Linked DNA regions of Mus musculus: region 1 is linked to region 2. Evidence: chromatin contacts called from public Hi-C data. All regions are on one chromosome and are shown on one strand. The core of a region is the stretch at or near the end of the contact, and the rest is flanking DNA. Distances in the headings are between cores, read along the strand shown.

Region 1 (5,978 bases), core at 1,587-4,086, 550 kb before region 2:
TTTTTATAAGGCCCAATTAGGAGTTCCTTCTATTGAGGTTTTTCTCTGTTTCAGAGGGGCGATACTGTTTGAAAAACAGTGCTTACATTTTTTTCTGCTTTAAACATACTTTCTACTTATGTAAATATCTCTACCTTGCTATTACCTATGTCAGTGATACCCAAAGGAAAGTTTATTTCAAATGTATAAACTTTCCATATTTGGGAACAAGAAAATTAAATCCGATTTTTTTTTGTCTGTTTGTTGTTTAAAATTCTAGCATAAGTTTGCCCAAGGGCTAAGCTAATACAAACATACTTATCCTGCTACAATGTATTTATTTACTGCATTTTCCCTCTCTTTCTCTCCTCCCCCACCCCATCTCCCTCTCCTTCTTCCTCTCCATCTCCCTATCTCCCCCACCTCTCTCTGTCTGTTTGCGTGTGGGCCTGAGAGAACTGGTGTATATGAGTGTGTGTGGTTATATAGTTGTGTGTGTTAAGTAGAGGAGTGCACATGTGTGTGTGGTTATATAGTTGTGTGTGTGTAGATAGATGAATGTATATGTGTGTGTGGTATAGTTATGCGTGTAAGTAGGTCGATGTACATGTAGAGGCCAGTGTTTAATGTCAGTCATCTTCCTCAATCATTTTTCCACCTTAATTTTTTCTGAGAATGGGTCTCTCACTTGGAGAGTCCTTGGAGCTCATGGATTGACTAGAAATACTGGCCAAAACTCCCCAGACATCCACCTGTCTCTGTCTCTCCAATGCAGGGATTTCTGGATCCTGACACCACAGCTGGATTTTTATGTACGTCAGCTCCTCATGTTCATGTAGCCAGAGCCTTACCAACTGACTCATCTCCCTGACTCCTCAGCTTTACCTAATGTACTTTTGGAAGTATTGTTGGTGACCATTTGAGGCATCTCTGGTTTCAACATCTCTAACAAGTTGATGGGTAGACTTTAATGGAATTGAAGTCAAATGTCAAAAACTTTCAATCAGACTTCATTGTGATGGTCCAAAGCCAAATATGAAATCCATATAAAAATGGTAGGTTTGGGGCTGGAGAGATGACTCAGCAGTTAAGAGCACTGACTGCTCTTCCAGAGGGCCTGAGTTCAATTCTCAGCAACCACATGGTGGCTCACAACCATCTGTAATGGGAGCCAATGCTCTCTTCTGGTGTGTCTGAAGACAGCTATAGTGTACTCATATACATAAAATAAATTAATAAATCTAAAAAAAATAACTGAAATATTTTCATTTAAAAAGTTCAAATTGGGGATTTAGTCTGTTGGATATGATTACGGTTACCCAGAGATAGGAGTCTGGCTCTTCCCTTAGAGGCCCAAAGAGAACAAATAACACTGTGTACTGAATGTTTTACACCCAACCCTATGGTTACCTACAGCCTCCTTATCTCAGAGTGCTCCCAATCTGTGTTGTCATTCAAATATATTGACAACCTCTTCCTGCAGATGCTCACAAGTCCCCAATCTTAAACAGCTCGGAGGCAGCCCCACAGGATTTCCCGTGCACATGACCACGTACTTGACTTCAAGATGTATCTGTGGTACCTGTACCAGCCCAGGAAGATCACAGCCTATTCCATTAATAGTGGATGATCATTAATTATCCTCCAAGTGTTTACCCATGAGTCCAAAGCAGTGAAGGTAGAAAAAAATTGTATAGAGAAAGGTACTGATTTTAGCTTTATAAATAGTAGACCCCCATGCAACAAATAGTGTAGATTTTAGTGGTCTTAAATTAGTTCAGTCAACTGTTAACATGCCAGCTTATGGAGAAAGAAGTTTCCTAATTGATCCCTGGCACCTAGCAGGGGTGGCATAGCTTACAAGTTTCTTCAGATAACACTTCTTGATTTCCTAAGAACTGGGCATTACCATGACCCCATTTCACGGAAAATGTTTGTTCAAATGTTTGTCCTTTCAAAATCCATATGTTGAAACTCCTGCTGTGTGGCAATATTAAGAGGTAAGACTTTCGGGGAATGACTAGATCAATTGGGATGCGGGTCCGCGTGAAAAGGCCTGGTGCCTTTGAGAAGGGAAGGGAGGTGTGTGTTCTGTATGAACAAAGCAGGGAGACGCCTTCTGGGAAACAGAAAAGGAACTCTTGCCAAACATTGAATCTGCAGGCACCTTGACCTTGGGCTTCTCCGCCTCCTGCACGATGAGAAACAAACTTCCATTATGTATAAATCACTCACTGGAAGATATTTTTAGAGCCATCTGAAAAGATTAAGAAGACGGGGCGGGGGGGGGGGGGTGGTGCAATCAGAAATATGTAACTAGAGCCAAAATGAGTCATCTTGTAAATACTACAGCAGTTAGGAAGTGGGGAGCTGAGAGTCTTCAGAATAGAGTTGACCCCCATTCTTCCTGGTAATCTAACACCTACCATATTGCCTGGTCTATAGTAAGCACTCAATAAACATCTGTGACAGGATTTAAGTGAACAAGTCTGTCATTGTTGGCTGATACAGAAGGAAAATCCCGTGAATAAAATGGGCTTCTAACTCTATCTGGAAGGACGGGCAGGATTTGTACCGATGGAAAAAATAGAACGATGTACTGACAATGGGAACACAGCAGAAGCCAAACTCTGGAGAGAACCTAAGAAATGGGCTAGAAGAGGACTGTGAGTGAGTTTTCCAGACTAGAGCTGAGAGCGCACAGAGCCAAGCATTAAATCTAAATGTTTCTAGGAAAGGTGGGAAGAGATTTATGTAGAGCCTTAAAAACTGGACTGAGGGCTGTGGGCTTTCTTAGGTAAGTGAACAAGCAGAGGCTGAGAGAGAGGCTTGGAGGAAATGCTGTTTGGGGGAGTTAACCTGGAGCTGGTGGGAGGAAAGGATTCAAGGACAGATGCACGAACAGCTTGAGTGTGGTGAGGAAGTGTGGGAAGGGGATAGAGGCGGTGAGCTCTGGGCTGTGTTAGTGCTGAGGTGAAGGTAGGAAAGCCAGCTGGAGCAGATCTGGAAGAAAGGCTGACCAAGAACTCCAAGTGTTCTAGTATAAAAGACGGAGGTGAAGGGCCCAGAGGAGAGACTAAAACTAGGGCCAATAATGAGCTGTAGCAGGAAGAAAGGATACAACCCACTTCAGAAGGCTCTTGTGTTTTTCTGAGAAGTGTTGTCGTTTGGGTGTTGCCAATGGTGTCCAGTGGACTTGGATTCAATTAGGTATTTCTCAAATGCTTCTTTTTAGTCTAGGATGCACTAGATCTTAAGACAAGGCACAACAAACAGTCTCCTGAAGGTCACAGTTAGCACAGCCCATCTCTGACGTGGTCCGAACATTTCCACCAGCTTCCAGTTGAGGAAAAGCAAGTAAGTATAAAGGCCAGTTTGAGTACAGACTGCCTCATGCTGGTCTTTGGATACTGAACTGGAGGTTAAAGGAGAATCATTCTATAGTATGCTTTCCCAACCACCGAAAAGCTGAAATTAATTAATTAAATAAAATCACTGCTAATGGTGAGCACTGTGTTAGGAGGAACTCAGTCAGCGGCTTCAAATCACTCAGCGCGCTGGCTGAGACGAATGGTAGTGGCTATCAAGATACTTGTCACCGAGCCTGGCAACCTAAGTTGCTCTCAGGACCCAGTTGGTGGAACCTAGGTCTGCAAATTGTCCTCTGAGCTCCCCACCCTCTCACACTGAGTGTGACCTCTTTCCTTCTTCCTTCCTTCCTTTCTTTCTTTCCTTCTTTCTTTCTCTTCCTCTCTCTTTCTTTTCCTTTCTTCCTTCCTCTCTTTTCTTTCTTTCTGTCTGTCTGTCTGTCTGTCTGTCTGTCTGTCTTTTTTCTTTCCTTCCTCCATTCCTTCTTCCTTCCTTTCCTTCCTTCCTTCCTTCCTTCCTTCCTTCCTTCCTTCCTTCCTTCCTTCTTTCCTTCCTTTCCTCTTCCTTTCTTTTCTTTTTTTTTTTTAATTCACCTTAAAACCACTAAGTTGTGGTATATCAAAAGCACATAGCAGTATTGGACCCATTAAGCAGAGTATCTTATTTAACCCTTTTACAACCTCATGAGATAAACACACAAACCCTGCATCTTATAGTGGAAAATAGTTGCCTGGATGACAGAGCCAGTAACTGAGTAGATCCACAGAAAGTCCACGCAACATGACCTTAAAGATTACAGATACATTTATGTTGGCTAAGAAATAAATTTCTATTGGCTCCCCATAACGTTTGCAATGCTCCAAATAGAGTGAGAGGGTTGGGGGAGCACCAACATGGAGTAGGACTAAAGTGACTGTTACTATGAATGCTCTAGGACCTGGAAGGCATAGCTGAGATGCTTCAGAGTCTATCCTTGTTTGTATTGACCACCTGGTACCTAACCTGTGGCCTTGTGCATAGTAAGCAATCAAACATTCAGCAAACATCTGTGGAAGGCTGAAATAGACCTAATGTGTAAGCACAGCTTTTTGAGATTGCAAAACTAAGGACTATCTGCAACAAGCGTGTGGTATCATGAATTTTTGCTTCAGAGCAGACAGTGACAAAGAGCTTGTCCAGGAAGCCATGATGAAGGGAAGAGGATGCAGATGCAGATGCAAGCCCGGTGCTGGCCACAGTACTAGACACAAAGACCTTCCCTTAGTGCACACTGTGCCCTGACCACTAGCTATATTTCCATGGTGATAGCAGGACTGCGGATGCAAGTTCCTCCCCTCCCTTCCAGTCAGGCATCTTCTTTAAGAACAATTCAAGTTGTTCCTTTCCCTAGAAACATCCCTAGGATTTTCTGTTCATTCCTGTGTGCTTCATTGCCTTCAGGGCCAGAGGGCCCACTGAGAGATGAATACCTCTTAGGACCAAGTAGAGTGTGGAGAGTAAAATGTCTGATGGTAGGATGAAGTGGAGAAGGAACGAACCATGGTTTAGCAGGATGGGTCGCTAGCGTTCTAGCACATACCTGGGCACAGTTGGGCTTATTGAAAGAAGGAAGAACTTACAGGTTGCATATTAACCCAGACTTAAGGGGAGTGCTTATGCTATTGAAAAGGAATATTAGGAATGAATCAAAACACATTTCAGAGACAGGAACGTGGTACCGCCCATGTGCTGATGGAAAGGGGCGAGCCAACCCCACAGCTAGCCTGGGAAGAGTCACCCTCTGATGAAAAGTCTAAGCAGAAGTCTCAAGGGGTAAGGATTCTCTCTCTGGTCCTCTGTGGTAATCCAGAAACTTGTCATGAGTTTAGGAGGGAGTAGAGAGACTGTAAATAAGGCATTTTAAATATCGTCTTCATGTGTATACTTCCTCGTCTCTACATGCACATGTCCATGCAATACCATCAGAAGGCTGGTGAGGCCCTAGAAACAAAGTTACCAATGCTCAGGAAGCTACCCAGTGTGGATGCTGGGAACCAAACTCCAGTCGCCTGCAGGAGCAGCCAGTGCTCTTAACCACTGAGCTGTGTTTCCAGACACCATAATGTATTCGTTTTAAGGAAAGAGGTAAGCCCACCTTTACTCAAGCTGAGGCTCATACAATGATCGATGAATCAAAAAACTGGGAACTCACTTGTACCTTTGGGAGCATAAAACACTAAATGGGATAAAAATGGAGAGGGAAGAGTCTAGATGCCACTGTCCTTAATGCCCAGCACAAATGCCAAGGGGTACTGCTTTAGGTTAGGCCTAAGACTCAGGTCCAGAATGAACCTGCGTCAGTTGCTAATTTTATTTCTTCTCCTCCTCTCCTCTCGCTTACCCACCCTCCCCTTTCAGACAGTAGCCCAGTTTCTGTATGTGACCTTGAACTTCTGATCGTCTTCTGTCTCCTCATCCTGGGATGTCAGGCTCAAGCTGCATTGACTAACTAAACTGTTTGGTTTGGTTGGTTTTTGTTATTGTTGTTTTGTTTGGTTTCTAATCTATGGTTCTCAGAATCATACCCCACATTAGCGACACTTTGCTTAGATTACATCTGAGAATATTCGGGAATTGGCAAGAGTTAAGTG
Region 2 (5,528 bases), core at 1,080-3,579:
TATTCAGGTTAGCGTCATTACTTGTTTCTGCCCAGATTAACTTCCAATCATTCCACATTAAGAAAAACATGTTTTCTGGCTTGTAAAATCTGGCCAAATAGCTAGTGACCGCAGTATTCCATAACAAAGAGAAGAACTAATGAGCGGCTGTCCAGTTCAGAGAGCGGCAGCTGAGCTGAACAGTACACTCAGCGGTATCTCTGCTGCTTAGTAACATTCCCTAAAAGAAATTAAACTTTTTGTATTCTTGATTTTTAGAAAAATGACAGAAATTGTTGAGTAGTTTTTTGGCCAGATTTTACAAGCCAGAAAACATGCTTTTCTTAATGTGGAATGATTGGAAGTCAATCTGAGCAGAAACAAGTAATGACACTAACCTGAATAGTTAGGGTCGGACTTCATTTTTGAAATGCGGTCAGTTCTTTCAATTCTCTTGGTGCTCCAAGGCTGAAAAAAAAAAAAAAAAAACACTGTAGGATTTGAACTCTGAGCTTAGTAAAAGGTACCCTAACCACCTGCAAATGGGTCCACAATTTAGCCAGAAAAATGCTAATCAGCTGCCCAATATGGTTGCAGGTTATTTTAGGGTGGTCAATTGTTAGTTTTAAGATTTTATTATTAGATTTATTTATCCTTGTTTTTATTTATCTGTTTATTTGTTTATTTATTTGCTGGTTTTGCCTGCTTATACCAATGTGCACCAGATTTGTGTCTGGTATTTGTAGATCTCAGAAGAGATGGGCAAATCTTCAGAAATTAGCTATGGATTATTGTGAGCTGCGATGTGGGTGGTGGGGACTGAGCTAGGGTCCTCTAGAAGAGCAGCCAGGGCTCCTAACCACTGAGTGTCCCCACCCAGAAGTTGACATTTTTCAAAAGCTAATATTTGCAGCTTTTAACTAGCTATTTCTTTATACTAATTATAGTATAGTTCATAGTAATGTTGCCATTTAGTGGAAGGCAGCCTGAGGTGGAATTGTCAGCCTCATTCATTTCTTCAATAAATAGTCAGAGTGTACTTCTTGCTGTGTGGTCTGGGCTAGAGGACAGTTTCTATTCTTTCTAATCCTGCTTTTTGTTAAGTATAAATTTATATGACTCTTCATTACAATTCACTCAGTATGATTCTGATTTTGCTATAGCAATAGAGGGAACATTTCTAGTTTATTTGTAAGAGGTATCTTTTATAATTTGTTGTTGCTTTGTTTCATTTTATTTTATTCATTTTATCTTACTTTATTGAGACAAGTCTGGCCTTGGACTCATTCTGGAGACCAGGGTGGCCTTGGACTCACAGATATCTGACAAACCCTGCCTCCCAAGTTCTGGGATCAAAGGTGTATACCCTCATGTCTGGTTCAAATTATACAGTTGGCTAGCAGTGATTCCACTGGTTTTGTTTGTGGTCCTAGGATTCTGATAGACTCTTTTGATCCTTGGGATCATGTGGGGTGGTGTACACAGATACAGTAAGGGGATGCCCTGCCAGTTTCTCTGGGAAGTTACTTTAAGCTTTCTTATCAAAGCTGGGGCCGAGTGACGTCATTAACAATTGAAAAGTAAATTAAAATGGCAACAGAGCCTCATTTTCAGAACAACACCGGATTTTGTGGCTTTGTTTCCTTCTCATGTTTCTATCCAGACAATTGGAAGTGTGGTTGCCTTAGATTCATACACATAGAACCTAAGACTAATCAGGAAGTGAAGTTCACCAACTAGAGTGCCCTGTGGCCACTTGGCACCCGCCCGTGGTCTCTCAGCAGTCGGAATACTCCTTTAAAGGACTTTAACTTAACCTTGAGATTGCAACCACCCGTTTGTGTTTGGAGCACTGCCATGCGACCTTGGGAAAATCCCGGCTCTAAATAGCAGCAGAAAGGAGACATCATTTCAAGTGCACATAAATGAGGGTTAAATGGACCACTGCACACAAAGTGTTTATCATGGCGCCTCATCTGCGCCTAGAATCCTATTGATAGCTTCTATTTTGTAGGTATATATTCACAAAACCCTCTACCTTCACTTGTCACTGTTCTGCCATTGTTGTCAGTTTAAAATTTAACCCTATCAGCTGGGAGAGATACGAGATAAATACATAGCTTTTGTGAAATATATGAGTATCTGAGTGTTACTGAATTCCCTAATGCATGCAGTTTCTTCTATTTATGAGAACAGAATTTTTCTGTTTTGTATTTTTTAAGACTTTTATAGGTAGAGCCATGCAAATCTTTGTTTTATATTAAGATATATATGGATACAAGACTACAGAGAGATGAATAGCAGAGCCCTGTGTTACTAGAGTGAGTAGGCTTTCTGGAAGGCTGTCATTTGCTAGCTATGTGACCTTGGGGTATTATCGTTTTGTGCCTGTTTATTCATCTGAAAAAAAAGTGGGTGGTGGCATAACAATTTTTTTTTCTCAGTAATGTTACAAAGTCTAAATACTGAAATGTACGTCAAGTTCCTAGAACACACAGTCAATACTTAGTAAATACTGGCTATTACAAACATGACTCATTGTGAATGATTTAAATATAGCTACTGTGTGTGTGTGTGTGTGTGTGTGTGTGTGTGTGTGTGTGTGTGTGTGTGTGCATGTTGAGGCTTAGAATTACAAAGTGCTAAATCAGGAAAATAATATTAGCGCTCGTATTCCATACATTCATCTCTCCCAGTTTTAATAATATATCCAATAACTATCTATGTTCAGCAATAGAGTGTTCAGTCATAGAGATAATGGTGTCAGGTATAAATGGCACAATTAAAAACACTACGGGAGCTAACTTACTCCGAAAGTTGCAATGCGAATATTCCTTCCTAAGAGCCTCATGGATGCACAGCGAGGGAGCATGAGAGCATCTTATTTTATTCCCTGATGGGAATCTATCCACATCAAATATACAGCATCCTTCTGCTGGCGGGCAACCTCTGCTGAGACTCCCGGCCTCATCATCCCGGCCTTTTAGAGACGGAGATAGCTGGGCATTGATTTCAATTTTTAAGGAGTCAATACATTATAAGTGTAAGTTAAAAGGGGAAGGATACCATGTGGTTCTTAGAGATATTTTGGGCTATGTCTAGTTTAAGACTACTAATATTAACACATATTTGGAGCTAAGCTCATGTATTATTGTCAAATGCTATTTCTACGGCATCTAAAGTGTTTCAAAATAGAATTTATGCAGTTTGTTTCAGGACTATGAAATTAATTTGTTCGTTGGTTCATGGAAAAGCCACTCAATAGGCAATCATGCTATGCTAAACACTCTCCTAGGCACAGGGGCACAAAGATGAGAACACGTTTCTGACCTTGGGAGATCTGACTCTGTCAGGACAGAAGGGAAAAGAAAAGAACTTTCAAACAATAGACACGGGGTTAAGTTTATAAGGAAGACCAAGAAGACAGGAGAAAGGTTTCAAATTACAGCCAAGAGCAGGGAGTGGTTTGTATAGGCTTGACCCAGGGAGTGGCACTATTTGGAGGTGTGGCCTTGTTGGAGTAGGTGTGTCACTGTGGGTTGGGACCCTCATCCTAGCTGCCTGGAAGTGAGTATTCTTCTAGCAGCCTTCAGATGAAGATGTTGGACTCAGCTCTTCCTGCACTATGCCTGCCTGGATGCTGCCATGCTCCCGCCTTAATGATAATGGACTGAACTTCTAAACCTGTAAGCCAGCCCAGACGAGCCTTGGTCATGGTGTCTTCACAGCAGTCACACCTTACTTACCTAAGAAAGGGAGTCACTAAAATCTTTTTAAGAGCTGAAACTCGGAGCAGTGGGCTGAGTAAGCTAATTTTGGCTTCTGTTGGACAATGGACTTTGGGCCAGTTGGGGAGAGCAGGTATATCAGGTCTAAGGGGATAATGACATGGGTAGGGAATGGCTGAACTGCTTGTGGAGCAGTGAGTATTCCCCATGAAGGGAACATAATAATCACTTTAGTTTCTTGAGGTGACGCTCTAGTGGCAGAGCACTGTGTAAACATCTGTAAGACCCTAGGGTTAAATCCCAGCACCACAAAACCCGAGAAAATTCCATGCTTCTCTCAGGCTTGGAGAAGCCCAGTTGCTGAGGGTACACTGAAGCATTAGGAGAACCTTGGACTAGAGTAGGATGAGAGGACCCCCTACTGTGAGCTACCCTGGGCAGCAAAAGCAGTCTGCTTAGACGGCTTTCTTCTGTAGAGAGCAAGATAGTGAACCAGACAGATCTGCTGTCCCAACAAGCAGCCATGTCTAGTTCCTGGCTGGGAGGGTTTGCACAGTAGATGTTTATTAGGCCCTGGAAGCTCCTTGAATGGGTACAAAGGGAGCTGTTAAGGGCAGTGAGCTGGCTCGGGCGCAGGGTCTCTAACTAAACTGATGAGTTTGAACTGTGTCCCCAAAGCTTCGGGGAGTCATCATGGCTTTTAAGCAGGGCAATGGCACCATTAGGCTTGAATTTTAAAAGCTCTTGTTGGCCTCTCTAATCTAACTGGACCGCAACTTTGTGTGCCTGAAGGGACCACCATGAGCTTACAGTGTTTTTAAGACTGGTGGTCACTCAGGCTGCCGAAGAGACTGGGGTCGCCACAGCCTTGGAGAGGCCATCTGGGGAGGTCTTAAAGGTGGCTGAAGGAATGTTGCTGGTTGAAGGAGAAGGAGACAGAAGCAGAGCCTGCGGAGAATTCCCTGAGCCTGCCTCAGAAACTGGTAGTGGCACTGTGAGCATGAGGGGGTCAGAGCCAGTACAGGGGAAGAGAAAGGCTGATTTCAGGGGCACTGGGCTTGGTTTTGGGAGCTTTGCTGTAAACATAAGTGGAGACATTTTTGAAACCTGTTGAAGTCTATAATGTAAAATGAAGATCTTCATTATCATAGTTAGCACCAGCTGCCAACTTGAGACAAACTTAGAGACTCCAGGGAAAAGGCATCCTTAGCTGAAGCGCCGCTTCCTTGAGATTGGCCTGTCAGACATTTTTTCCTAATTTTTAATTGGTATTGGAGGGCCTAGCCCACTGTGGGCAGTACTATGCATATGCATATGAACCTGGGCTATATAAGAAAGCTATTTGAGCAAGCCAGGGGATGTGTGTGGCAGAAGCCAGTAAACCTGATCCTTCTATGGTTCTTGCCTGAGTACCTGGCCTTGTTTCTTGGATGATGCACCTGTAAGCGGAATTAAACCTTTCCCCCACCCCCTCCACATTGTTTTCTGTCATGGTATTTATTACATCAACAATAAAGCAAACCAGATCATGAGGCTAAGTATAAAGATTTGCTCTTTCTTCTTTCATGTCATACAGGAGGGTCTGGACCACAGGGAGGACACGTTCTGACAGACATGAAAGTTCACTGTTGCTATGATTTTATTCTTAACGGTGTCAGCTGCCCATGGTCAATGCAGATCTGAAAATACTACAAGGAAAAATTCCAGGAATGAATAGTTCATAAGTTCTAGCTAGCTTTCATTATAATGTATTGTTGTGATTATTGTGTTTTATTATTAGTTATTATAGTTAATCTCTTCTAGTGACTAATTTGAAAATTT

Evidence for each region. A called contact is a pair of places that touch in the nucleus more often than the background predicts.
Region 1: a contact with region 2 is called in a Hi-C map of Sertoli cells, with 6 times the contacts expected there. The contact joins two enhancer-like sites. A contact is called at or near these places in 1 of 39 promoter capture datasets (liver) and 2 of 484 Hi-C or Micro-C datasets (Sertoli cells and embryonic stem cells).

The regions. Positions count from the first base shown.
Region 1 is chr3:149,230,154-149,236,131 of GRCm38.p6, reverse strand. All of the region lies in intron 2 of Gm30382 (a long non-coding RNA gene), which reads left to right. Among named protein-coding and RNA genes, the nearest start is that of Gm1653, 42 kb to the left of the region's middle. Within about 2 kb of position 2,836, at least 40 of the 459 cell types and tissues checked have an H3K27ac peak or open chromatin away from gene starts, as enhancers often do. A contact at or near this core is called in Sertoli cells and liver, where this site is marked.
Region 2 is chr3:148,677,217-148,682,744 of GRCm38.p6, reverse strand. No RefSeq gene overlaps it. Among named protein-coding and RNA genes, the nearest start is that of Adgrl2, 270 kb to the left of the region's middle. Within about 2 kb of position 2,329, at least 16 of the 459 cell types and tissues checked have an H3K27ac peak or open chromatin away from gene starts, as enhancers often do. A contact at or near this core is called in Sertoli cells and liver, where this site is marked.